Linked DNA regions of Mus musculus: all the other regions are linked to region 1. Evidence: chromatin contacts called from public Hi-C data. All regions are on one chromosome and are shown on one strand. The core of a region is the stretch at or near the end of the contact, and the rest is flanking DNA. Distances in the headings are between cores, read along the strand shown.

What was found. Hi-C and Micro-C count contacts between places; a contact is called where the count stands out from the background.
Region 2: a Hi-C map of B cells shows a contact between it and region 1, with 6 read pairs. The contact joins the promoter of Ppp1r10 here to the promoter of D330041H03Rik in region 1. A contact is called at or near these places in 1 of 39 promoter capture datasets (cranial neural crest) and 1 of 484 Hi-C or Micro-C datasets (B cells).
Region 3: a Hi-C map of B cells shows a contact between it and region 1, with 5 read pairs. The contact joins the promoter of Ier3 here to the promoter of D330041H03Rik in region 1. A contact is called at or near these places in 2 of 39 promoter capture datasets (cranial neural crest and frontonasal cranial neural crest) and 1 of 484 Hi-C or Micro-C datasets (B cells).

The regions. Positions count from the first base shown.
Region 1 is chr17:24,413,177-24,415,995 of GRCm38.p6, reverse strand. D330041H03Rik (RIKEN cDNA D330041H03 gene) reads left to right here and starts at 1,483. Exons shown (of 6, transcript NR_033554.1): 1 at 1,483-1,684; 2 at 2,068-2,295. It overlaps Rnps1 (RNA binding protein with serine rich domain 1), which reads right to left and starts at 1,321. Exons shown (of 9, transcript NM_009070.2): 1 at 1,262-1,321; 2 at 834-955.
Region 2 is chr17:35,915,744-35,918,562 of GRCm38.p6, reverse strand. It overlaps Ppp1r10 (protein phosphatase 1, regulatory subunit 10), which reads right to left and starts at 1,367. Exons shown (of 19, transcript NM_001163818.1): 1 at 847-1,367. It overlaps Mrps18b (mitochondrial ribosomal protein S18B), which reads left to right and starts at 2,123. Exons shown (of 7, transcript NM_025878.2): 1 at 2,123-2,271. The coding sequence starts at 2,200. It overlaps Mir1894 (microRNA 1894), which reads right to left and starts at 674; the gene lies at 594-674.
Region 3 is chr17:35,820,293-35,823,111 of GRCm38.p6, reverse strand. It overlaps Ier3 (immediate early response 3), which reads right to left and starts at 1,399. Exons shown (of 2, transcript NM_133662.2): 1 at 1,184-1,399; 2 at 201-1,074. The coding sequence starts at 1,393. The coding sequence ends at 802.

The DNA.
Region 1 (2,819 bases), core at 234-2,733:
ACAGTCCAAAATTAAAGGCTTTTTCCCCCCTATTGAAACATGGTCTCACTAGGCAGCCCTGGCTAGCCTAGGTTGATCAAGCTAGCCTCAAACTCTGACTTGCCATCTGAGTGCTGGGATTAAAGGCAGTGTGTGGGTCCCAAAACTAGTTTTTAACAAAATGAACATTACCTTTGTAACATATAATCAACATAAAATTACTAAATTTCTTGTGGGTTTTCTATACTAAGTCATTTAAATCTGGTATGTACTTTTGGGGTTTGGGTTACTATTCAAGTGCTTCATACCAGTGACAAAGGGTAGAGATCACCCTTGTGCACCCGCACCCCGACCTGCTGGAATGTACTTTATGAAACAGGCAGAACCCATTGTTAAGCAGTCTACAAATTATGAACTGCGGCGTAAGCGAACTCTTTGCTGGGTGTGGTCGAGTGCTAGAAAGCAAAGGTGAGGGTCTCTGTTCACTCAAGCTCAGGTAACAGCTCAGGACCTTGGTCACCTCTCCCATCCTCCGGAAAGGTGTGCGTCCAACAGTCAGAGAGAGGAGAAAACAAATGGTTAAATCTCGAGCAGAGGGCGTCTTGGCAATCTGAAAGCACTCTCTACATATAAAAGCACATCGGAGACACAGTGCCTACGAAGTAACACAAGGTAGAGAAAGCAAGCCTCCACCACGTCTCTACCATCAACCATAACCTTCCCATATCCTCTCCCGCTGAGCTCCGTAACCGTGCTCGGTCCATCCTAGGACGGATCCTCAATGCCCAGAACTGAGAACTGCACACTGGATTCCGACAGACACTCGTGGAAAGAGATCTTTAAAGGAAACCAACCTTTTAGGCCGGCTCGCAATCTGCACCGTCCGCTCCGGCCACAGACATCGACCTCGCCTCCCACCCTCTTTCTCCACTCACTACTCAGGTCGGGCCCGGTGTGGCGAGCCTAGGTCTCCAGCCTGACAAGAAAACAAGAGAAGCGGCAGGGCTCGCAGCTGCTGGAGTCCTGCAGGCTAAAGCGGGTCGCCGCCGAGCGAACCGTGCGGGATCACCCTTCCGTCGGTGACCGCCTCGACCACTTCCGGGCCGCGGCCTCGACACCTCCCACTCCGCCCGACCTGAACCACACTCTCTCCTCGGGCTCTGTTCCTCGCCGGCGGGCCTCTGCCGCACTGAGGAACGCAACCGGCTCCACGATGCGCCCCGCCAAGCCTGGCAGAAGGTCCCCGGAGGTCGGATGCAGCCGGATTCCTACCCCGACTTACATCTTCCCAAGGCCGCCACCTCCTCCCGCTCTTCTCAGACCAGGACGCCGGCGCAACTTTGTCGTCAGAGGTGAGAAGCGGGAAGGCGCAGCCGTCGTCGCGCGACGATGACGTAAGCACACTCAGCCAATGCAAGTTAGCGGTGGAGGACTAAAGGACAGCAACTGTGTGTGGGCGGAGCGTCGTAGCGCCTACGGTCCCCCCCCCCGCCCCCCCTCCCCGACTGGTCTAAAGTTTCCTGGACTTGTTTTGCTCATTCTGAAGCGCGCGATGATTGGCTGACCGGCACCAGAGGTTTGTGCTCTTTGGCGCCTACCGGATCTGTGTGGATGGAGCTACTCGGGTTGCCTCTGCTGTCATTAGGATCTAAGGCACCCTGCTGAGGCCGCGTTATTGTAGTAAAGGGACAGGCTGGTACGGACGGTGAGTTCCTATGGTCAAGTCTCTGGTAGTTAGTGGTGATTGCATAGATATGGTCTCTGTGCTGGTGGGATACAGCTGACTGGGTGTAGCGGGCGGCCGATGAGGCCAGAAAGGAAAAAAGTTTGAGGAAATGTTGAAGGAGGTTTCTCCCAGGAGACATTTCTGACAAGAATGCGTGGGGCAGAAGGAACAGCAAAGGCGTTCAGGATCGCTGGGAGAAGAAGAGGCACGCTAGTCTATACCGGGGTTACGTCAGTAACTTCTTAGCAAGGACATAGAGGATCTGGTCTCTGCACGAGGCTAAAGAGTAGCACCCGCCGTAGTGCCCCGCCTCCCGACTTTGCCAACACATTCTTTTGTTTGTTTGTTTGTTTGTTTTGTAGCCCTGGCTGTCCTGGAACTCACTCTGTAGACCAGGCTAGGCTGGCCTAGAACTCAGAAATCTGCCTGCCTCTGCCTCCCAACTGCTGGGATTAAAGACGAGCGCCACCGCCCGGTTTGCCTAGCACATTCTTGCTCCGTTATTTGCGGAAGAAAGGGATATGCACACAATCCCCGCGGTTATCTAAGTAGATTTGAGGCAGGAACGAAGAAAGAGGAACAGAGCTAAGGTGAGCTTCAGGAGGAAGGTACAAAGGTGACTTAGATTTGGATTACATATTGCTGTGAAAGATAGGAAAGTGGCCAATGTGCACTTTGGTGATCCCGGAGAGATGGAGAGAAGAGATTATCTCGGTCCAAGGAGCTGGGTGTGTCCTGTGGGACAGTCAGGAAGAGGAGCCTGCTTCTGAAGTCTGCTTTCCTGAGGTATTCATTTTTTGGGGTGGGGTTAGCAGATCTAGACAGTTTGGTCTGGTACCCTTGTTGGATTTAAGATTATTTAATGTATAGGATATTAGGGATAAGCTGATTTTCTTGCATTGCTGTTGTGTCTGCTGTGGTCAGACATGAGTGGTAAGTGGATGCTAGCTGTTCTCTGGTGGAACGGAACAAATAAACGATGACCCTCACTTACATCATCCAGTCTGGGTTATTCACACTAGAAAGGCTGAGAGCCAGTAGCTTTCTAAGAAACTACATGTCCTTGTAGTCTTAATCTGGTGCTGAAATCATGGCGGGTTCCTGGTCTTCAGCA
Region 2 (2,819 bases), core at 118-2,617, about 12 Mb before region 1:
TTAAAATTATACTCCTGAGTTCCACATTTCCCAACCTTTCCACCCTCTTAGCTGTATCCACCACCCACTAAAAAAGTATCAAGTTAAAATGTTAATCACTTTTGCCTTTAAATAACCTATGCAAGCTGAAACAATCACAAGACATTCTTTACCTCCCCAAATGTTATTGTATGTACTTGTTACTATGATTTTTGCCCTAAATTTAAGTGTCTTGCAATCTTTATTCCTAGATTGCCACCTATTTTAACCACACAATATATCCCAAGCAAATTACATTAAAATAGAGAGGATTTAACAGTCACTTTAAAGACATAGCCAGCTAATATTTCTCTGCCCATCTCCTTACCCTGCAATCTTTATGTACAGATTGCTTATTAATCTGGCAAATTGAAAGGCGTTCTGCTTGTCTCACACACAAAGAAGTGGGACTTCTGGGCCACAAGATCCACCATCTTTTGTATGTGAGCTCATTAACCCTTTTGAAGACTGCTAACCAGAGGAAGGTAACCATTCCTCCTTATTATCGCAAAGGCTTATGCTCTGGCAGTCTGGAAATCTGCTGGATTATCAAGGGTTAACCGTCAAAATCCTCACTGGCTGGCCCTCCCTTCACCCTCTCCCTTGCCTGCTCCACAGCAGGGAAGAGGCAGGTGGTAGGGGAGAGAGAACAAAGACTGTTTAGACCCACAGGACCTTTAATGGAGATTTAAGAGACCCGATTGGTCCTTCTCTCCAGTACTCTACATTTGTTCTATGGTCTCATTTCTTCCTCTCATTATTTTTGGTTTCACAACGGGAAACGTTGATTTCTTGTTCAAGGCTGGTTTTTGAAAATTCGACACTTACTATCCAATTTTTTTGCGACGTCAGCACCTCGGGCTCAGGGGGGAGGGGTAAAATTTTGGAGGAAAAAAAATAAAGCAACCAACCAGGACCCAAACTCAGTTACTTGTGGGGCCTCATTGGATCAAAAAGTCTCTTTTAAAAAAAGTAAAGACCAACTCAGTTTTCATTTCCCCCCCGCCCAACTCCATTTAGGGAGAGGGGGTCGTTGAAAAAAAAAGTCTGAGTGGATTCCAAAACGGAAATGCTGGATGAGTGAGATTGGGTAGGTTTGGGCAGGGAAGGTGGTTGATTATTTTTGAAGTTATGTGGTGACGGTCCTTCGGCCACAGATCTCAAGTCCCAAGCAGCGTGGGCTGGTGGGGTGGGCAAGATAGGTGGGGAGGGGCAGAAGACACGAGTGGTTGGGCTGGTGGCTGATTTCCCTTTCCCCCCTCTCAGGATCCTTTCAAGGGTTTAGATGTTGCTGAGGCTTGTTTGTTTTCCTGATGGCCGGCCTGTCTTTCTCCGAGAAAATTCAACCTGGGGTAAAAGGAACACAAAAGGAGGAAGGTGTAATCAGTACGGGTCGCCTTTAAACGTTTCAAAGTTGTCGCAGGACGCAGCCGCATTAGGGAAAAACGTGGCTGCCCATTAAATCCGAAACCACCCCGTTCCCCCGGCCCGCTCTCGGCAAAACGTTACCCTCCAAAGCGACGGAGCACCCAAACTTACCTCTAAACGAACCCCAGAATGGCGGCCGCCCGCTCGGGCGGAGTCTTTTATACCCGGCCACCGCCCAACGCACCCTAACGTGATGGAGAACCGCCCTCGCCGGGACACATTGTGCGCGAGGCGAACTCTGATTGGCCAGCGTGCGAGCCGGGTCGCCCGCGGATTGGACGTCCCTCCTCCACCTTCCCGAAGCCCCCTTCCCTCGGTTCCCCTCTTCCGTCTCCTTGCTATCACCTCTACGCCAGCGCGTGATCGCCGCGTCCGGCACCTCCCTTTCCTCTGCCTCCACCACTTCCGCTCCGGCGACCCGGGGTCGCCCTCGGTTGGCCGAAACGGCCCGACGCATGCGCACTGGGAGCACCCTGGTTAAAATCGCAATCAAATCTGCTTTCATGTTAGACACTAACCATGGAATCTAGGATTCATCGTGACTGGTCCGGGAGAAATGCAATTTTGAAGGCTGGTTCGATTGTGACGCAGTTTAAATTCGCGTCTGTGGACCCCGCCCCTTGACGCTTCCGCCCTTAGACATGTGAGCAGCCGCCTTCCGCATTGCGGGGCGTGTCCTTGGCCCACCCTAGTGCGTGTCCCGAGCATGCGCAGTCGCTCTTCCGGCAGGCCGTACGTCCGGTGTGCGTCAAGATGGCTGCCCCCTTGCGGCACACGCTTCTAAAGCTGGTTCCTACACTCTTACGAAGTTCCTATGTAGCTCAGGTAAAACGTTGGAGGGGTTTTCTCTACCTCCCCGTGGTGTCTATACTTTCGATCTTCCTTCCATTAGGAGGAGTCAAGGGGCATGGGTTTTCCCACATGTCTACGTGTCAGCCCTGCACCAGCCTCCGTCCCCTACGGCGCGCGATTTCTAACTACCGAGCGTTCGGGTCAGAGCCAGGGTTACGGGTTATCATCGTCGTCTCCCGACTACCATTAGGCAAAAGAACTAAATGGTGGGGTTGCCCCTGTGGAAATGGGCAGTTTGTAACCAGGTCGTTGGTGCCTGAAGTGGCACCCAGGACGTGTTTGGTTTTTTTTTGTTGTTGTTGTTTTTTTTTTAGCAAAGGACCCTATTTTAAGGATTTTCCCCGGTGTTCGGGAGACAGCCCAGGTTGGTCTCATAGGTACTTTCTGAGCTTTCTACCTCTCCCTCCCAGATTATGGAATTAAAAGCAAGTACACTAGTCCTACTCCACCTCGTCACACGTCATTTCCCCATCAGAGCATGCTTGAGATCATTCTGCTCTCTGGATTGAGATTGCCCTTTA
Region 3 (2,819 bases), core at 150-2,649, about 11 Mb before region 1:
GTTGCCACACCACTCTCTAACTGGGAAAACCGCACACCCAGCAATGTATGACTGCATCCGGTGACCGGATATAGGTCTGTAACTCCAAGAAAGAGTTCAGGACCCAAGAAAGGGTGAGGACTGGGCACCTAGTCACATCCTCCCGCCACTCCCCCCTCCCCCCCGCTTGAATGATACACTTCGAGAACTGCAGATAATAATGACAGGCAAATCAAGTTTATTCGTGTTCACAGAACATACATACTAGGCGACCCCAGACAGCCGCCCTCTGACAATCCATGGACCCAAGACTCCTGCAGCTGCCCCTGAGAAGCAACCAGAAGACATCAAAGGCCGGATTCCCAAGGGTCTTCCAAAGCCTTACAACAGACTACAGAGTTGAAGTGCTGGAAGACGGAGTGTTACCCCTAATCTTATTACACCCCCCCCAGACTAATCCCCAAGCTGGGAGTCCTACCACCCGGGTCCTCCCTCCCACAACTCTGTCTTACCGACCCTATAAATCGTAATAAATATCTGTGTTACAGCAGGGAGGCATATCTCGCACCCCTGCATAAGTTAGAATAAATATTACATACACCCCTCCTTCACCTAGGAGGATATACATAAATACATAAATATTAATTAGACACGGAGAAAGTCTCTGTCCGTCCCCAGTGGGCCTAGCCAGGACCCGCGGTGTCTCTTGGCGGTAGTGTTCTGAGTTAGCGTTGCCTTAGAAATCCCAGTTTGGGATACGTTCTCTCGCACCAGGTACCCATCCATGGTGCCTTTGTTTCTTCGGACTGTGACCCATCGCGTTTAGAAGGCCGCCGGATGTTGCTGGAGAAAAGCTTTAAGATCCAGCGCATAGTCCGAGGACTCCGAGGTCAGGTTCAAAGGCTCGAGGACCGGGGGCGCAGTAATGGGCGCAGAAATGGGCTCAGGTGTCACGGCGCTGGTAGCATCCTCCGGAGCCAGGGGCTGCGACACACCCTCTTCAGCCATCAAAATCTGGCAGAAGATGATGGCGAACAGGAGAAAGAGGACCCTCTTGGCAATGTTGGGTTCCTCGGTTGGTAGCTGGCGCCGGACCTGAGCAGATAAAAGAGGGAAACGTCAGATCGAAGGTCCCTGCGCCTAGTTGTTACCTACAAGTTCCAGGGCGACGCGACCTCCTGATGCCCACTCGGGCGATACTCACCACTCGAGGGTAGAGCACCCTTCGGCTGCGTTTTCGGTGCCCGCGAGAAGTGTTCAAACGCGCGGTGGACACCACGGCCCGCTCCGGGAGAGGGTCGAAGGTGAAAATTTCGGGACCAGAGCCCCGCCGGAGTTCCGGGCCGGTGGAGGGAGCTGGAGAAGGGGCCCTCAGGCCAGTCATGGTGTGGAGATGGTTGCGCGAGTGGCACATAATTTAGACGTTGTGCAGAGAGTGTAGAGGAGTGCAAATCCCCCGCAAAGCAGAGCTACTTATAGAGCCAAAGAAGGGGCCGGGCCGGGGGGAACTCCGCCCTTCGCAGCTGGGGAGCAGTTGGCTGCAAGGGGCTGGAAATTCCAAGGAGGAAGCAAAATGTAGGCGGAGCCTTGATTGGTTATTCTCTAGGTGCCCCAGTGCACGTTCTTTCCTGGGAGTAGTGAATGCTTGTGGGTAAAAACATTGGGAGTAAGCTCACGTCCGGACATGAGGTAGCTAGAGAGGGGCTCTCAGACACGTAGCAGATGGTCCAGCCACCCTCCTTAGTGAAGTCCAGCAAGATCAAGGGACCACAGAAAACACATTCACGTACTTACTTGGAGGTATGCGCAGGAAACAGGAGGGAAGTCATTGCACAAACTTCCAAGAAGATAAAGAACACACTAGAACCCACAGACCGGGCTCTGCCTGCCTCCGTTCACGTGAAAACCATACACACATCACAGAGATTTCAACAGAGCACACGGACACAAAACTGCAATGGTTACTTAGGGACACTCCCGAGACGCTATTCAAAGGGATAGAGGGAAGACAGGAAGTCCGAAGCTCCTGCCTTTGCCCCATACTAGGTGGGTCACAAAATAAGTGAAGTTTCTAAAATTATGAGACTTTGTGCCCGTCGTCAATAGCACCATTAGGAACCCACGGGATCCCCGTAATGCTTGAGAGACCGCTTTCCCTGAACACAGAAGTCAACATTTCTGAGCACCTCTAACAGTCCGAGTGAAAGTGTGGTGGAAACTACCCATCACAACATGAAACTTCAGCCCTCTTCCCAGCCTGCCAAGCGGAGGCAGGAAGACACAGCAAAGCAAGCTCCAGTTTCAAACGACAAACAAACAAACAAACCAAAACCATAACATAGAAGGGGGGGGGGGGGAGACACTGGTGGCACAGTTCTTAAGAACACTGCTGCTTTTGCAGAGGACCTGGAATCAGTTTCCAGAACTCAAGTGGCATCTCGCATCCAGTCCCAGGAGATCTGATGCCCTTTTCCCTTTTTGATCTCTGTAGGCATCTACATGCATGTGGTACACATACATACTCAAAGACAAAAGACTCATATGCATAAAGTAAAAATGAGACATATCGCTGGGCGTGGTGGTGCATGCCTTTAATCCCAGCACTTGTGAGGCAGAGGCAGGTGGATTTCTGAGTTTGAGGCCAGCCTGGTCTACAGAGTGAGTTCCAGGACAGCCAGGGCTATACAGAGAAACCCTGTCTCGAAAAACTAAAAAAGAAAAAAAAGAAAAAAAAAAGAGAGAGAGAGTAAGAGAGATATCTTAAAACAAACAATTTGGGTGAGATGGCTCAGTCTGATGTCCTGAGTTTGATCCCTGGGATCCACGTGGTCAAAGAAGAT